Linked DNA regions of Arabidopsis thaliana: region 1 is linked to region 2. Evidence: chromatin contacts called from public capture Hi-C data. All regions are on one chromosome and are shown on one strand. The core of a region is the stretch at or near the end of the contact, and the rest is flanking DNA. Distances in the headings are between cores, read along the strand shown.

Evidence for each region. Capture Hi-C pulls out chosen DNA fragments and counts their contacts.
Region 1: a contact with region 2 is called in a capture Hi-C map of root, with 4 times the contacts expected there. A contact is called at or near these places in 2 of 26 Hi-C or Micro-C datasets (callus and root) and 1 of 3 other capture datasets (root).

Annotation. Positions count from the first base shown.
Region 1 is chr3:16,516,399-16,519,671 of TAIR10.1, reverse strand. LAS1 (lanosterol synthase 1) reads left to right here and starts at 1,904. Exons shown (of 18, transcript NM_001339194.1): 1 at 1,904-2,027; 2 at 2,122-2,338. The coding sequence starts at 2,150. AT3G06975 (a long non-coding RNA gene) reads right to left here and starts at 1,605. Exons shown (of 1, transcript NR_141294.1): 1 at 1,213-1,605.
Region 2 is chr3:16,135,585-16,139,214 of TAIR10.1, reverse strand. FAR5 (fatty acid reductase 5) reads right to left here and starts at 1,639. Exons shown (of 10, transcript NM_114323.4): 1 at 1,080-1,639; 2 at 602-705; 3 at 294-499; 4 at 89-189. The coding sequence starts at 1,155.

The DNA of each region.
Region 1 (3,273 bases), core at 655-3,154, 380 kb before region 2:
TGATCCATGTTTAATTCCAAGAATAAAAAGCAAAGAGTTATATAAATCATAGAGTATTGGTGTGTCGTAGAAATGCCAATTAAGTCCCAGAAAGAAGTACAAGTTAGGAATATTTGGTTTGGTAGACTAATTCTTTTGAGAAGAACTTATAAGTTCATGAACTAATCTAAAAAGCAAAAAAATTATGAACTAATCTAAAAAAGAAAAAAATTATGAGAATTTTAATTATGTATAAATAGTTAAATACGTAAGAGATCGTTTAATTGAAAGCAATAGTTTTTATTATATTTATAATCACATAACAAGTTGATGACACATAAGTTGATTTTTTGATAGCCGAAATATATTAGCTGTCATATATTACCCGGTCGTACCCCCGATTATCCCCTAGTTTGGTGTTATCATCTATACTTGTAAGAAAGTCCATTTTGTCATAGTTTTGTAAGTAAGATAGAATATAAAATAAAAATAAGATAAGATTTCATGAATATCTTTGGATAAAATGTATTAAACATATTACCTAGTTGTATTCTTATTTTTACTTACTTTGAATTTATTATAATATTTATGGTCAGTAAGTTTAGGAAAGAAATGGAGTACTTAATATCTTTGGTATGTAAATCTTCTATATCAATAAAGTCAAGGAAAATAATTTGTCCACATCCATTTACAAAAACAAAACAATAGAGAGAGAATAAAATATTTGAAAAAATAAATAATTATTACTAGAAAATCAGTAACACTAAATGGTAACAAAATATTATACAGAAATAAACTTGATGTTATCATCTATTTTTGTAAAAAAAACCAATTTTTATTTTATTTTAAGTAAGATATAACATTTAAAAAAGAAGAAGAAGATAAGATGCATGAATACTGTATGAGCTGTTTGTATAACTTCTTGTTCTTACTTTGAAGTTATTATGATCTTTTTGGTCAATGAAGTTTGTGGATAAGTTCCACAAACTTACCATCAGTAAGTAGAGAGAAATCGAGTAGTTTTTTATATGTAAATGTTCTATGCAAACCAAGTAAAAGAAAACTATGTTTTCACATCCATTTACAAAAGAAACAATAGACCAAAAAAATTGATTGAGAAAAATAAAATTTACAATAATCATAGTTTTGTTCATCGAAAGACAAATTCATCCAAAGACTGTTATGAGAAATTTGGATTGTCTTGGTAGCCGTATTCGGTTTCCAGTTAACTGTGCTTTCAATTATTTTAGTCGACAAAAAAAAACTTGACTTCAAAACTAACAGTAAGACCCTCTTCTAAAATGTCGAGAAAGCTATCATTTTAATTTCTATGGCCAACTAGGCATTGTGGAAGAGGCAACCAACAATTTTGCTGTCAATCTTGAAACCGAGTTTTTGTGTCAGTTGAAATATTTGGGAAGCACAACTCACCGGAAGCCGGATGAGACGGTCACGACCTCCAATTTTCACATGGCGGTCTTTCGATGAAGTTGCCTAATTAGGACTACGCTTCTTTTCTTTTCATTTCATTTCTCAATGTGGCTATATATTTAAACTTCAGTTTAGCCTTTAATCTCGACCTACTTTGAACTCCCGGGTTTGCATTACTCGAAAACCGTCGGTGACAAACTAATATTAATCTAACCTAATTCTGGAATTTATGTGAATAGAATACTCAGCTATTCAGTTACGACATAAAAAAAAAATTGAGAATGTTATTTCATGTGAATACAGACAGATGCTTTTATCTTCCATGTGACAGATCCCTTTAAATCTAATTTGTCTTTATTAGGTCAATCTCGCACTTAACGTCAAAAAATAGGTGATTGATACGTCAACAAAATGATCATATTGTTATTTTAATCATTGATTTGCTTATATAAAATCTGGTAATCACAACACATATATAAACCAAAAACACTTTCAGTGATTTAACAATTTCATATATACATTATAAGTTACACGTAAAAAATTAGATTAAATAATAAATCCATAATTTCTTGCATGCTTCATTGCTTTCAACGTGAACAAGATTTTTCACGGCATTGGTGAGTCCATTACGTCTCTTGAACACATATAGATTTGCCTTCTTGAGCTGTCTTTTTTATTTTAAACATTAATATAAAGAATCTCACATTCAAGATCGAGGGAGAGATAGATAAAGAAAGAGATGTGGAGGTTAAAGTTATCGGAAGGAGACGAAGAGAGCGTGAATCAACATGTTGGAAGACAGTTTTGGGAATATGATAACCAATTTGGAACCTCTGAAGAGAGACATCACATTAACCATCTTCGTAGCAACTTTACTCTCAATCGGTTTTCTTCTAAGCATAGTTCTGATCTTCTCTACCGTTTTCAGGTACATTTTTTTTTTCATTTTCCTTATAACGCATATTGGTACAGCAGCAACTATCTTAAATTCAGATTTTAAACTTGATAAAATTTTATTTTATTTTGTGCACCCAAAACTTGATAATTTTATTACTTAGTTTTATAAATCATGGCTAGCATATTTCTAACTGTGAAATTTAGATTACTTTTTTTACAACACATGATCCACAGTTGCATGTAAAAGGTCACTTATTAAAGCTGTAAAGGCTATAGAACATTTCAAAATTTGAGACGATTATATTTTGATATGTCTTAGTTTTTTTTAAGCCAGCTAATTTTGGGAGTGACTAGAATATTGACTTTAAAAGGTTTTGAAGACTTTAAGAAACAAAAAAATTCTTTAAAATGATATTTTATCCCATCATGCATTAGTGATTTTAAAGTCATATAAGTCTGCATAAAAACACTCACATCCTTATTTTGTTCTTTCATGTTTACAACATTTCTGTAAGGCCGAGATTTAACGTTTTTTAGTCAAAGTCATTGTTCTTTACTTCTTATTTGGGTTTCAGAAAATAAGATCCGATCGTGTCATTTATGTAGACATATATGGACAAAACATATGATAAGATAGGATTTGAAAATTGTTTGACAACAAAAAAATGTGAATATCACGTAATTAGTATAATTTTTTCTATTTCAAATAATACTTTGTTCTTTAAAATAGTGGTTGTGATTTTAAACGAATTTAAAGATGTACGATTGGCTATGAATAAAAACAAAATGGGCTATGAGATTAGCTTAATTAATAAGAACAAAAAAAAATGAACGGTGACAAAAATTAGCTTAATCTCCAAGGCTATTAGATTATTAAAGTATAATTAGAGAAAATTAGATTTTAATTAAAAGAAAGTGAAAATCTTTATCCAATACTGGATTGAAATATAAACATGAACTTGAACG
Region 2 (3,630 bases), core at 390-2,889:
CAAAACATAAGTAAGACTAAAGCTTTCAAGAACCATATGGAGAGTAAAAGAATTTGAATATGCAAACATTTTTTTGACAAAGACTCACCAGTTGAGACATGGAGAAGCAATTGAACTTTAACACATTTTTTGGCAAAGTTAAGGACGTTGAGAGCTCCAAATGTATTGATCCCAAGCCCAACATCATATCTTTTTTTTTTTCATATGGATAGATAAATTTTATATGTAAGTAGAGATAGAAATAAAAAAATATACCTATAAAGGTGGTATATAAAATTTCTTGTAGCTAGTACCTTTCGTCAAAGTTTGTTGTGGCTGCAACATTGACAACAATATCTATTTCTTTTTGCATACGTTCTCTAAGATGAGAGTCATTTATGCCTAATTGATCAGTCGCTATATCACCCGGGACCGAAACAACTTTTTCGTACAACAATGTATTTAATTTCTCATCGCCAAGATTCTGTCTCAATACCTTAAAAAGTTCTTTCTCAAATACCTGTTATATTTAATGCAATAAATCAGATCATGAATCAACATCAAATATATATTCTTTTAAGTATTAGGTGGTAAATTAGGTTTAGTTGGTATATACACAAACCTCTGTGCGTAAGCGTTTAGTGGCAGCTTCATTGTCAGATGCTCTCACCAAAAGGTACAGCTTCTTCACATTTGGTTGCACTCTCAGAATTTTCTCCACAAAAACTAAGAAATATCAATGAAAATATAAATAGGTCCTCTTATAATATATATTATGGATCACACGAGCTAAAACAGTCATTACTTATAAGTTATAAACTACATCTTAATTATTAATATCGTGTATTTTATACGTATATTCTTCTTCTTTTTTCTTCTTTTTTTGTATGAAAAAATCAATAATATATAAGTATCTTCATTGAACATTTGTTGTTATATAAAAAAAGGAGATATCAAAAGCAATCACGATTTTTGACGAAATCTTATGTTATATGTCACTATTAATTTGAAACTGTGTTGCCAAAGCACTAACGAAGTCATTAACACTCTATAACAAATCTTGAATAATTAACAAAAATTAGCAGAAATTTAAGACATACCCTTCGCAAGGAAACCGGTAGCTCCGGTGACAAGAATCGTCTTGTTTCGAAGAAATTGAACACAATTGAGTTCCATTGTCTGGACTTTGGTCTAATTCGGAAGAAGTTATTAATGAGGCAAATATACCCATTGTAGTATAAGAGTATTTATAGCAGCTAAGGACGTTGCAAGAAAGTCTATTGTACCCTCCTCCAATAAGCCTAACAAAATAAACAAAACCAATATCTGTCCAATGTCCTCTGACCTTATATGATCAGAATTTAATATATTAAGAAGAAAATTTGCCATAATTTAGCGAGAAGTCTTTTATTTATATTAGTTACTAGTTTCAAACAATTTAAAGTGCAAAAAACAACTTTGATCCTGGTTACATCAATCAAGTCGAAGACCCTTTTATCGGAGCTCCATGGTGTTTTGGCAGATATTTTTTAGTGCATTGAAAAACTTGGTTTTTTTGCAAAGCTAGTTTTGGCTTTGTTTGTATCAAACTCTTTGTAAGGTTTAATTTAAAGTATGGTTATAAAAACTGAATAAAATCTGAAAGAAGAAAACACTGAGAATGTTTATCAGTTAATTAAATGTTCATAACGAGATTATTTTTATTTTCTAGATTTAAATCCGTACATTTTTAATCCGTACAATATATATATAACAAAAATAAAATCATACATCATAAATTTATAGATATGCCAGCTTGAGCTAACTAAGAAGGGGCTTGTAAAAGAAAAGTTCTTGATAGCCGGCTGACGACAGATTTTGACTCGGTACAGTTTTGTTTTCTACTTGCAAGATTTTGGGCAATTTGTTTGAAAACAACACAATCTATTTGTTCGGCTCCAAGTCTTTTATATGTATAGACGAATCACCGACTATGCGTAATATTTAATGTATTAAACTTGCCTTACACTATTTTCATCAAAAGAAAAAAAAACAGTTTACGAATTTATGCTTGATCAATTAAATGTTTTACGAGTATTTGTACATTTTGTTTTGGTTTAACGTGAAACTGTGAAAGTAATTTATTCTATAATAAGAAGAACTATATATGTATAAGGTCCGAATGGTTGTAATATGATGGACGGTACATAAGGAAAAATTGGATCAGAATGAAAAAGCTGAACAAGTGTGGTTAATTAATATAAAAGGAAAGAACAAAATTTGAATGGTGAGTTTAGTAAATGGGTATCATCAGCATAGTACTACCAAATTTTGACTATCTTTTTAATTAATACCGGTGGTTAGAATTAGTGATTATTCTTTTGAATAAAATTTTATTATTAATACAATTAATCTGTATGAAAATTTTCAATTTTTGTAAGTTTTTCTCTCTAAGTCGGTCGATTAAGAAAATTTAGTGTAAGAGTAATATAAGCACTCCTTATTAAATTTAGTAAGTCTGAAACTGTTTTAGGATTTTTTCTTTCGTAAGAGATTATATATTCGTTACCTTATAAATTAAAAGCATATAACTCATGGAAAGAAACTGAGTTTCTTAAGGAACAAATGTTTAAATTTCTTATTCCAAGGATTATCAAATTGTAAAACTAATTTCTGTGTTGGTTTAGAGAATGATACGTTAGCTTTTTTTTTTACAACTACTTTGACATACAGATATGTACATATGAAATATATGGACGAATATAGGCCAACAAATAGTTATTATTCTTAGAAGCGGGGTTATGTGTTTCTATTTATTCATTAAAATATAGAGAAAACTAATAACTTTAATTCCATTTTCCTAATGTTGGTAGATCTATAAATAGTAGATAATATGGGTCAACAATATAGGTCAATATGCAACAACAGTAAAAGAACAAAAAAAAACTCATGCTCCAATACTCAATAGTACATATTGAATTCTGATTGATATAAATTTTGTGCATAATACATGTGTATATTTGACTAAAGGACTTTTATTCCTTTGCATGTGGTATAAGTTTCAAAGGAGCCCATGTGGCTCTCCTACGTAATCAACGGTGGTCAGTTTGATTTTATCAAATTGTTACGACAGTGTTTTGTGACTTATCAAAAAACATTTTACGCGGCTTGTAACATCGTACGGCCATACCAATAAATGCTCCATTTTTATTCAAAATTGATTTCCCTCATTTTGTATCAAAGTGAATACGAATTATAAATTAAGTCCAAATTAAACCTCTCAACCTCTCTCTCTCTCTACTATTATTCACAAGTTATACTCTTCTTTATGCTCTCCTTTTCATTCCCATTATATATTCACCTTGTAAGATCAAAATGGTATCCATGTAAAAGGGGCAAAGAGATATATACAAAAAAGGGTCCAATTATTTTTTGGACATGAGCCATAAAACCTTATGAGCATATGAAGCACGGGTGTTATACCGGATGTTCCAATCGGACCAGTATCAACTCTACTAATGGGATCATAATCACGACCAGTTCCCACTCTAAAGTTGGGATATCACAACAACGACCATTCAGAGCTATAAGTCAAAAAATATAAAAACACAACAAACATATGCAATGCAAATGCAATTTGAAAAGCTCACCGTTATTATTTTTGGCTAGAGT